2 separate regions of the Mus musculus genome follow, and region 2 is linked to region 1. Evidence: chromatin contacts called from public Micro-C data. All regions are on one chromosome and are shown on one strand. Each heading gives the region's core, a stretch centred on a gene start, on an enhancer-like site or on the middle of the called end of the contact. The rest is flanking DNA. Distances are from core to core; before and after follow the strand shown.

The links. Hi-C and Micro-C count contacts between places; a contact is called where the count stands out from the background.
Region 2: a Micro-C map of embryonic stem cells shows a contact between it and region 1, with 15 times the contacts expected there. The contact joins the promoter of Hmx3 here to the promoter of Sox6os in region 1. A contact is called at or near these places in 1 of 39 promoter capture datasets (cranial neural crest) and 3 of 484 Hi-C or Micro-C datasets (all in embryonic stem cells).

Annotation. Positions count from the first base shown.
Region 1 is chr7:116,029,664-116,034,718 of GRCm38.p6, reverse strand. Sox6os (SRY (sex determining region Y)-box 6, opposite strand) reads right to left here and starts at 2,740. Exons shown (of 2, transcript NR_152104.1): 1 at 2,552-2,740; 2 at 2,169-2,399. The region is part of intron 1 of Sox6 (SRY (sex determining region Y)-box 6); the gene reads left to right.
Region 2 is chr7:131,540,138-131,545,192 of GRCm38.p6, reverse strand. Hmx3 (H6 homeobox 3) reads right to left here and starts at 2,230. Exons shown (of 2, transcript NM_008257.3): 1 at 1,831-2,230; 2 at 257-1,228. The coding sequence starts at 2,230. The coding sequence ends at 558.

The DNA of each region.
Region 1 (5,055 bases), core at 1,491-3,990:
TCAGAGGCTTGCTCTTGCCTCTGCCTCCTGCTCTCCCCTCCCTTCTTCCCCGGCCCTTCCCCCTCCCTCCCAGCCGCCCCGCCTGGCTTGCTGCCTCCTTCGCCTCTTGTCTCATCTTGCCTGTGTTGTCTGGGAGGGGAGCCCTGCCTCCTCTCCCTCGCTCAGATCAATGCCCTGGCCACTCACTTTCTGATGTTGCACGACGGGAAATGCTTTGAATACTTACGACATGGCCGCTCACACTGATTGCCAAGATTGACAGCACTAACCATCGCCTTCACTTGTTTCAAGGGGGAAAGCCCCCTGTCACCCGGCTCCGCGTGCACCTCCTGGCACCCCGGCAGCAAACTTGTGCGCTCAGCGCTCCCCCCAGGGCCCGGGACAGGACACCCCCGCAGACTTGAGTTAACGGGCGGCGGGCCGGGGCCGCAGCGCTGGGGACCTGCTCCCTTGCTCCCCAGGCTCAGCTAATTGACTTAGCACCGACTCCCCTTTCTTTAATTTTTAAAATTTGTATCTTTCCCTTTTTCTTTAATGTCTTTTACTCCCGCGGCGCAGCGCACAAGGAACCCTCCCGAGAGGTACCATCCTGGAGCCCGCCCAGGTAACCGGGACGGAGCGAGCGAATTAAGAGAGCGAGGGAGGCTGAGTGAGAGAGCAGCAGTCATAGCTACCTGTTGGGGCGCCGTAGGGGGCAGGGGACAGGAGCCCCGCGTTAGGCTGGGCACTGGCCTCAGCGCCTCCCACTCCTGCCCTTCCCGGCACCTCTGGGGTTAGTTTCTCTGTACGGGGACGGCGGCTGGGGTGGGACAGCGGAGGGACGCGAGGCAGTCGAGCGCAGCCTTTGGCAGAGCCGCGGCTGGCCGGGAGGGGACTGGGAGGAGGGTGCTCGCCGGCGGGCAGGCAAGCGGGCGAGTCGAGGTAGAGAAAGGGGCCCGGCGCCGCTCCCTTGCTGTGGACACCCTGTTCCTCAGGATGCCTGCCTCTCTCGGAGAGTTGTGCCTTACTCCGGAGGCGGTGACAGATCTGCGTGGCGGGTTTCTGGTTTTCTTGCCCCCACCCCTTCCCCAAATCACTCCGAGAAAACACATGTTGTAGCCGCAGATAACTGTGCGTAGGACACCGAGGCAAAAGGGCAGGGAGAGACAGCCAAAGCCACCTTTGACAGCAGAAGTGTTATCGCCATCGCAAGTATTCGTCCGGAAATCTGTCTGCCCTCTTGGCCCACCTAATTCCTCCACCTTCGCCTCCCCAAGTAGATAATCTATAGAAGTGGGAATGAGATGAAAAAGAAGTCAGGTGGCTTAGAGAGTGAATTGTTAAGTCTCCGTAAAGTTCGAGGTAGGTATTTCATGGAAGTTCGCACAAGTGTGGGATGGAAGAAGTTGGTGTGCCTACTGTGTTGTGTTAGTGTTTCTCTCTCTCTCTCTCTCTCTCTCTCTCTCTCTCTCTCTCTCTCTCTCTCTCTCTCTCTCTCTCTCTCTCTCCTTCTCCCTCCCCCTCCCCTCTCTCTCCTCTTCCTCCCCTCTCTCCCTTTCCCTCGCTCTTTCTATTCTCCAGCTTAGGGTTCAGATGGGGCTCTTGGATGGCAATGCCCTTTGTACCCACAAGAGGGCAACATCTTGAGGGCTTTGTGAACACTGGATCTTTCATCGCGGCATGCTTGCTTGGGTTTTGAGAAAGTTTTAGCGAAACTTTCAAAGTGATATTTTATGTTATTCATAATATCAAAAAGTAAAGTCATAAAAAAGAAGAAACAAGAGAAAGGTGGAGGAGGAAAGGATGGGGAGAGGGAGAGAGGGGAGAGAGGGGAGAGGGGGAAGAGGGGAGAGGGGAGAGGGGGGAGAGGGGGGAGAGGGAGAGAGAGAGAGAGAGAGAGAGAGAGAGAGAGAGAACAGTTTAGATTGCCAGGGGAGTCTGAGCCACAGAAGGTGGGGGAGGGCTGTTGTAATTGTGGGTTTGGCCGACTGACGACTGGAGTGCCCTCTTCGGCAATCTTAGTTGTAGCCGGAGGTCATGTAAATCGACCTTAAAAGAATGCATAAGCCATAAATTAAACCCTCACCCAACGGCTGATCCATAAGTAGACAAAATCTAACCTGGACAAAACGGGCTTCCTTTAGGGCCGAGTTAACCCCTCTCCCCCAATAGAAACTCAATGCGAAGTTAGTTTTGTTAGAGAATGAATATTTTGTTTTCTTGAAAAGTGTCGATTTGCCGTGTGACTGCGCCGCCGCAGTTCTAAGAGGCGTCAGTGTTAGCCAGGCTGTGGCTCAGGGGCCGGGAGGACCCGCAGGGCTTCTGAACCTCCCCCATTTCGGACTGGGATCGTTGGCTAGTTGTGGGGTTGACGCTGGCCTAGGGCGGGCGGGACTCCAGGATCTTCGTAGCTCTCCGCGCTAGGGGTGAAATTTACCCGGAGGATTAAAGAAAACCCGGGTGGCTAGAAGCCGCGCGCTCCCTCCTCGCCCTCCACCACCGGGGCTTCCCACGACTTTCCCGGGACGCTCGAGTTCCAGTTCCCCTTGCTCCCTCCACTATTGCACTTTACTTTTAATGGTCCTCTCAGCAGTACACAAACCGAACTCCAAGGCAGTTTGCAACCCAACGGTGGTCCTTTTTGCTCAGCACGCTTGCTGCGCAGGCTGGCCCGCTGACGGCGTGGGCGAGGGACAGCCCCGTAAGGCTCGCGCGGGTTCGGCTTCCAGGTCCTCTGCGCTTCAGCCGGCACCCTCGGCTCAGAGCCTGACCCGCAACCTTCGTCCCTCTAGGCTCTCTGCCCGGCCCGCTACTGGCTGCCCGCTGCGGGCCGATGTTCGGAGCACCGGCTGGGCCCTGGGCGGGAGGCGGTGTTGGCGAGGCTCGCCTGCCCCGGGGGAGCTGCTTTCGGCTTTCTCCCTTAAAGGGCAGTACGAAGAAGGACCCGGGTTTGTGCAAAGGCTGCTGGGGCTGAACTGCTGCAAATGCAAAGGAACGGCCGGGCTCTGCGGAGGACAGACTGGCTCCGGGTCCGCGCAGCTTTAAGATAAAAAGAATTGGTGTGTTCGGATAGATAAAAGGTGGTCGTTTCCGGCGTATTATGAGTTTTATTTAAGCTTGTCTGACTCTGACCAAGTTTGAAAATGTTTGTTTGTGTGAATGACCAGTTATCGGCAGCGACTCCAGTTTGTGGTCTAAAATAAGTCATTTACTGGGCTGGCAGGGCTGCTAGTTAGCAAGATGGGCTGTTCTAGGCTGCTTCTGCGAGTTGCCTCCTGTAAGGGCCGCACTTGAAGTTTCAGTCTCAAGATAGTCCGAAACTGTCCCAGCGGCACAATAGATTGGGCTCCGGACCTCCAGTTTCAATGTCTGAGAGGGAGTTCTGGTGACTTCTCGGTCCTGGACGCTGGGCTCCAGGGTGAACTCCAGTGGCTTGGCTTTTGGCCCTCACGGAACCGCCCAGCCAGCAACCCAGTGGAGAGAATGCCCCTTCCCCCCGCCCACCAGGGTCTCCTCTCTTCTGTCCTTTGTAGTCACATGTCCGGGTTTTCCCCCTGGTCCGAGAACAGACACAGCCCCGCCCAGTCTATTTCTAGAAGGTGGGTTCGGTGAATAAAAAGGTCAAGTGGTTACGTTCCCGAGCTGGTCCACAGTGAGGGGGGACAGGACAGACACCTGGCAAGGCCCGCCCCGCCTGTCCCCCCAACCCTGGCGGGCCTGCCTGCCTGCGACTGGCCTCCCTAGGCCACATTCTTGTGTTAGGTTGGAGAGGCGAGAGGCGGTAGGAGAGGGAACCCTGAACCGGCCCAGAGCAGGCGAAGCTGATCCCGAGATGGCATTTTGTTTTGAACAGTTGGTGGGGAGGACGCTTCCTCATAAGGTAAGGTGTCAACTGGACAGTTGGCTGCCCAAATGCCACATGTATAATTAGCCTGCGTACTCAGCACCTCATCCCCAAGGCCCATAGGCACGGGCTTGGCTGACTTGAGTAGCTCAGTTCAGCTCTGGATTACAGGATTCCCAAGGGAAGCCTAACCGGCCAGGAGAGCCTGGAGAGGCCCTGGCTAGGAAGACTGACCATGAAATCTCGCTTTTGATTTTTGCCTTTTCTCCTTCTCCAGTTTTTCGTAGTTTTCAGCTAAGGGGCAAGTGCTGGTTAGGAGAAGGTACCCAACATCAGCGGCAGGTTGCAGACTGGATGGGGAAAGGGGAAACAGAACAAACCTGGCCACATCCTACCCACATGCTGCCCTGGAGAATCTGCTCAAACACTCTGTGTGCACTCATCTATTGGGATCAGCCAGTCTTGGCACTGTGTGACTTGGCTTGGGAAGAGACTTCAGATCTGCTCACTTGTCTCCCTGCTTCCCCCACTCTCAGAGGTCTATCACAATAATTTAGTGTCAGTGCCTGATTGTAGTTTCTGCTCCCGCTTCAGGCCTAGTTGCTTGGGGCTGCTAGTGGACCTGGGAGCTGGGCAGATCTGTTGTTTCCCTTCTCATTCCTGTTCAGCTTGGGGTTCTTAGAGCAGAGCTTTGTCTCCCTGTCTGCTCAGATGGATGCTAGTTTCCTGTTGAGCTTCCCGGGACATCCTAGCCTGAGGCCAGCTTTAAGGCTTGTGGCCCTGTGCAGACCAGACTTGTGCAGCTTCAAACATGACCTTTCCTCTGTCATCCCTCTGCCACCCTGGGCACTCGCTGTGGAATTCAGCACTCAGAATTAGGCACTGACATCAATTTGCCTTCTTCCCTTGCTTCTAGGTCTCTCAGATATAGTACTGGAAAGATTCTCTGTAATTTCAAAACAAATGAGCAAACACTTCCCCGAAACCTTGCACAGGTCTAGTGGGACAGTTAGCTTTCTCAGCAGCAGGGGTTCTGTGATGAGAAGCTGGGGCTTACTAAGTTTCTCTTGCTTCGATGGAAGCCAGTACAGTCTTTTCTTATAGCATGACCAAGGTTAGAGCTGAAGTTTCTGTTCTCTCAGCCTGGGAATTTTTATTGATGCATTTTCCAGAGGGTCTTTGTTGTATGCACATACATGAGCATGTGGAGAGGCACAATGACATGTAGATTT
Region 2 (5,055 bases), core at 981-3,480, about 16 Mb before region 1:
ATAACTGATTGGGTGTGGGGAAAGAACCACACCCAGAAATCCAGAATTAATATGAATTCGATATGAATTCTCCCTCTCTCTCTCTCTCTCTCTCTCTCTCTCTCTCTCTCTCTCTCTCGGGATTTTGAAAATAGTTCCTCAGAAAAATGAATAAACTAAAAAAAAAAGTTGAATTTTTCGCTTATTTTCCTTCTGTAAAAATACACCCTCAGAGCCACAGAGCAATGGTAATTTAAGGGGAGATCTGAACTTTTTTTTTTTTTAAAGAACTTTCAATTGGAAGTTTTGACCTGGTAATTTTGTCGTTCCCCCCTGCCCCACCCCGTTTTCTCTCAATGGTAAGCAAAACCAAAAATAAGAGGAGAAGCGCCTCAAATTCATAGGAATTAATTGCACGAAAATGCATTGCAAATACTTACAAAATGCTATTGGGGGGTGGGAGGCAAGGCAGTGAGCCCAAGGTCGCTGGCCACAGCCCGGCACCCTCGGCCCGGCCCAGTCTCCTCCGGGGTCCCCAAAAGGTGGCCGGGTGCTCACTCCCTGTCCCCTGTCCCATCTCACACCGGCCTTAGTAGGGGCACGGACGAGACCACCGGGTGCGAGTAGTAGACTGGGTGCGGGAAGGTGAGCAGCGGCTGGCTGACTGGCACCGGTGCCCCCGCAGCCGCTGCCGCCCCCTCGGCCGCAGAGTTCTCGTGGTAGAGGATGGGCACGCGTACGATGCGCTGCGCAGCGGCGTGGCTCAGGTTGGCCGCCTCCAGCTCGGCCGCCAGCTGTCGCTTCCACTTGTTGCGGCGATTCTGGAACCAGATCTTGACCTGCGTCTCGGTGAGGTGAAGCGACGCGGCCAGGCCAGCGCGCTCCGAGCTGCTCAGGTAGCGTTTCATGTCGAATGTGGACTCGAGCTGGAAGACCTGGCTGCGCGAGAAGACGGTGCGCGTCTTCTTTTTGCGGCACGCCGGCTTCTTCTCGGGACTCTCGGCGCCCGCCTTCCAGTCCTCTGAGCCCGGTGTCGCCGTAGTCGCCCCTACGGTCGTCCCGGCCGCGCCAGGCACCGCCTCGCCTTCTTTTTTGCCTTCCTCCGAGTCGCTCTCTTCCAGAATGATCTCGTCCGGGCTCTTGGAGTCCAGCTCCTTGTGGTCGGGGTCAGCCTTGAGCAGAGGCTCCGGGGAGTCTCGATCGGTGCCGGACGCAGGGGAGGAGTCTCGCAGGAGGGCCTTTTCCGAGGCTGGGGAGACAGACAAACGGACGCACACACAAGCACAGCGACACAGCCTTGAGCGAGGCAGGGATCTGGGAGCACCAAGCGCAACCCACACGTTGGCCTCGGGCTACTGGCCCTGGGCCTCGGTTCTCCCGTGTCCCCGCTGGGCTGCAGTGGGGCAGAAAGATCTAAGATCTCTTCGCCTTTCTAGGACTGGCCAGGCAATGGTGGGATCAGGGCCGCTCCTTTTATCTCGCGTTTCCCACGCCAGGGGCCAGCGGGAAAATTCTCCACTGCTAAGGTTCAACCCTGCCTTCCAGGCCTCCCCCCCACCCCCCAAGGCCATCCCAAGCCACCCATTCCTGCTGGAGGACAATTTTTTTCCGGGAATCGCAGAGCCCGGGCCTCCAACTGCACTTCTTTTCTCAGCAAGTGGGATTGGTTTCCTTGGCCTCGTAGCCGAGCGGCGCAGGAAAGATGCTGGCTAGAGGCCGAAGGAAGTTAACCAAAACTCTGGTTGGCAGGTGTCGGGGCATCCCTAACTGCAGTGACACCATCTCTGAGAGGGAATGTGACCGGCCCACAGGGAAAGAGGGGAGAACGAAAGTTCAAAGAGAGGTCGGTACCTTCTGGTCGCGGGAGGTGACCGCCGGCGGGGGTCAGGGTGTAGGGGTACCACCAGGCCGGGGAGCGCTCCAGGTAGTGCGCGGGCAGGGCAAACCTCTGCGCTGGGATCTCAAAGCGGGGGAAAGCCAGGTCGCCCACCTGCGAGAGCGCGAAGCCCGCGGCGCCCTCCAGGGCACCTTTGGCTGCGGCGGCCGCAGCGGCGGCGGCGGCGGCAGCAGCCGAGGCCGGAGCAAAGAGCGTTCGTGGGGGCGGCTGAGGCTTCGGGGGCGGCCGGTGATGGTCTCCGTTGAGCAGGTTCCTGATGGAGAACGGGGATTCCTTGGGCGCGGGAGGTTGGGGCGGTGGCTGCGGGGGCGGCGCGCTGGCAGTGCCCGAGGCGTCCGGCCCGGGCTCCGGCATGGTCCCCAGTCCTCCGGGTCCCACGGAGGGCGGGAGCGGGACAGGCGGGCGGCGGGCGGCGGGGCGAGCAGGCTAGGGGCCGGAAATCAGACCATAAACGGAACTCAACTACGGGGCTCAAAGTCGGGGGCCGCCCCGGGCGCGAATCGAGCCGCGGGAGGGCGGGGTGGGGACCGGGCCGGGGCGGGCTCGCATGGGGGGAGGGGTCCAGAGGGGCGGGGAGCGGACCTGCCTCTGCGCCGAGGGAGCGAGGGGGCCGGTAGGAGCTGCGGCTCCCCGGGAGGAGGCTGCGAGAGCGGTCCCCGGCTTGGGGATGCGTCAATCCGGCGCCGGATGCTAATGATGAAATCAAAATGTCATCCAAGTTAAATGCGGGGAGTATACGGCGATTGGGCGCGTACAATGGCAAATGGGATTAGGCCGGCCAAGGCGCAGCCGAGCCCAGGCCCCGCAGCCGCCTCCTCTACCGCCCCCTCCTCGCCTTCCCTCGGATTTTGGCGCTTTGGCTTCGGGCTATGAGAGCCCGCCTGTTATTGGCTTTATATAGTCCAATTAGGCAGCAAATGAGGACAAACCTATTAGCACAAAAGGATATTGGCTCTCGCTAAAGAGGCACTCTGAGAGCTCCCACCAAGCGGGAGGCGCGCGAGGGACCTCAAGAAGGAGACGCCCCCGGCGGGCCGGAGCGCACGGACCTGCTCCAGTCTGGAGCAAGCACCTCCCTCTACCCCCTGCAGCTCGGCTGCGGGCTGGCTGCTGTCCGGTCTGCCTGAGGGGGAGGGGCAGAGCAGGCTGGCCTGGGTCACCTCCGGGTTATCCGCGCTAGCAGCGGCCGCTCTCCCACCCCTCCCGGCCTGGCAGAGGCCAGCTGCCCCACGCGGCTGGAAAGCCTTGGCCGTGCGGGTCCAGGAAGTAGGGCGCCTCCCCGGCCCCGAAAGAACTCAGTACTTTCTTTCCCCAAACCTGCTAATCAGGGTGCGGCCAAAAAGAGCTTCCCCGCTCTTCGTCTAGTCGAGAGTCTGCCGACTTAGGAATCCGCGTAGCCTTGGCCTTTGGTCCTGAAAATGGATGAGTGATTCTGAATCTTTCAGGAGTAGGAGTTGGGTATGCGACTCTGTGCACGCGCTTCCCCTGTGCAACTGTCGGGGTAGCGGTGTTTCCTCACTGACAACTGTACTCCGAAGGACACCGCTCTTTTCTTGGTGACTGTGTCCGCGGCTCAAAGATCAACTTTAAGCCTGCGATCTGAACACAGCACTTTCCCCCCAAAGGGTGGCATTTGGAACTGCCTAATGCTTTAATATAGGCGCCAAGAACCGAAGGCGCAGAAGAGTACCTTTCTCGTTTGTGACCCTGGCAACGACACCTGCAGCATGTCCCAAGGGCCTCCAAGTCCCTGGAGAATCTCGGCGGGCCTCTGAGGAATAGCTGGACTCATTCGACCTTAACAGCTCCCTGGGTCAAGCAGGAAGCCGGAGAGACAATCAGTTCAATTCTAGATTTCCATGGGGTCCTTTCCCCTGGTGATAGTTCCTTGGCCCGAGAAAGATGACAATTTGTTCTCAGCCTGGATGAAAATCCCTTCACACCTGAACTTCCTCCGCCTCAGCCCGTTCTTTATCTTTCGGTTGAGTCTTGCCTAATTCAAGCTCCTCTTGCTTACCTAGCGCAGCCTGGACAGTTTTGGGTCCCCAAATGAGAAGTAGGTTTATTTTATTTTTCAGACCTAAGGCACCAGAACCGCCTCTACCAAGTCTTGAAGGTCGTATTTAAAGTTTTGACATCCACCCTCGGTAACGAACCCTACTATTGCCTTGTAAGTAGCGCTTCTATAAATGGTTACTATTATTCCTTTGATTTCGTATAAGGCTTTACTGGAATGCACAGGGGCGCATCATCTAAAATCCGAGTTGGAGCCAATCACAGCTCCGAGGCTCAAGCAGGGTTGGTAATACGCTCAGATTTTATAGAGAAAAGGTGTCCAGAGAGGAGGCTGTACCTAAGACGCCCAAACAGTGTGGGACAAGCAGCGGCCACCCCCACCCACCCACCCAAAGCAGAAATCGTTCTTCTTGAATAGACGACATCGGTTCGGAGCTCACTGCTTGCGCACAGCAAACCTGGCGGCCCACTAGGCTGAGGAGGCTCCCAAGGGTATGTGCGGGTCTGGTGAGGGAGAAGCTGCAGACGTGTGCACGCTTGCTAAAGTTCTGATGTACAAGGACTCTTTTAAATTAGGGAAAGAGGAAACACTTTCCACTTCTCGGAAAGGTGGTCGTTGTGAGTCAGTGCTACCTTACTCTCTGCCTACCCAGAGAGGCCGTGTGTTCAATCACTGTGTCTCAAAACAAAACAAAAACAAACAAACAAACACACCAAAACCAAAACCCGCAACAAACCCATCTATGAGTCCGTAGACCTGAAAGACATATCTGTCCCAGGAAGACAGGCGTGAAAGACATTCGGTCCACGGCTTCTGGCCGATCTCAGTTCTAGGACTAGACCCAGAAGTGTGGACCCAAGAAGAGTTAAGAGGCAGCTTACTTGGGCCGATCCAGCATGTATCTTTCCTAATGTGAGCATGTGTGTGTGTGTGTGTGTGTGTGTGTGTGTGTGTGTATTCACTAGAGGAAAGGGTCTCTTTACTGGGTGTCAGCATCTCCAGCTGGACGTCAACATCAGGAAGCACTGACTTGAGCTTTCCTTTCTGGTTCGAAAAAGCTCGGGTGCCTGGATAGCAATTTACTTGTTCTCCAGAAAGTCTTGTTCCCTCCACTTGCCAGCACCGTGCTGCCTTAAAAGCCAGGCAAACAGCGCCCTCTATG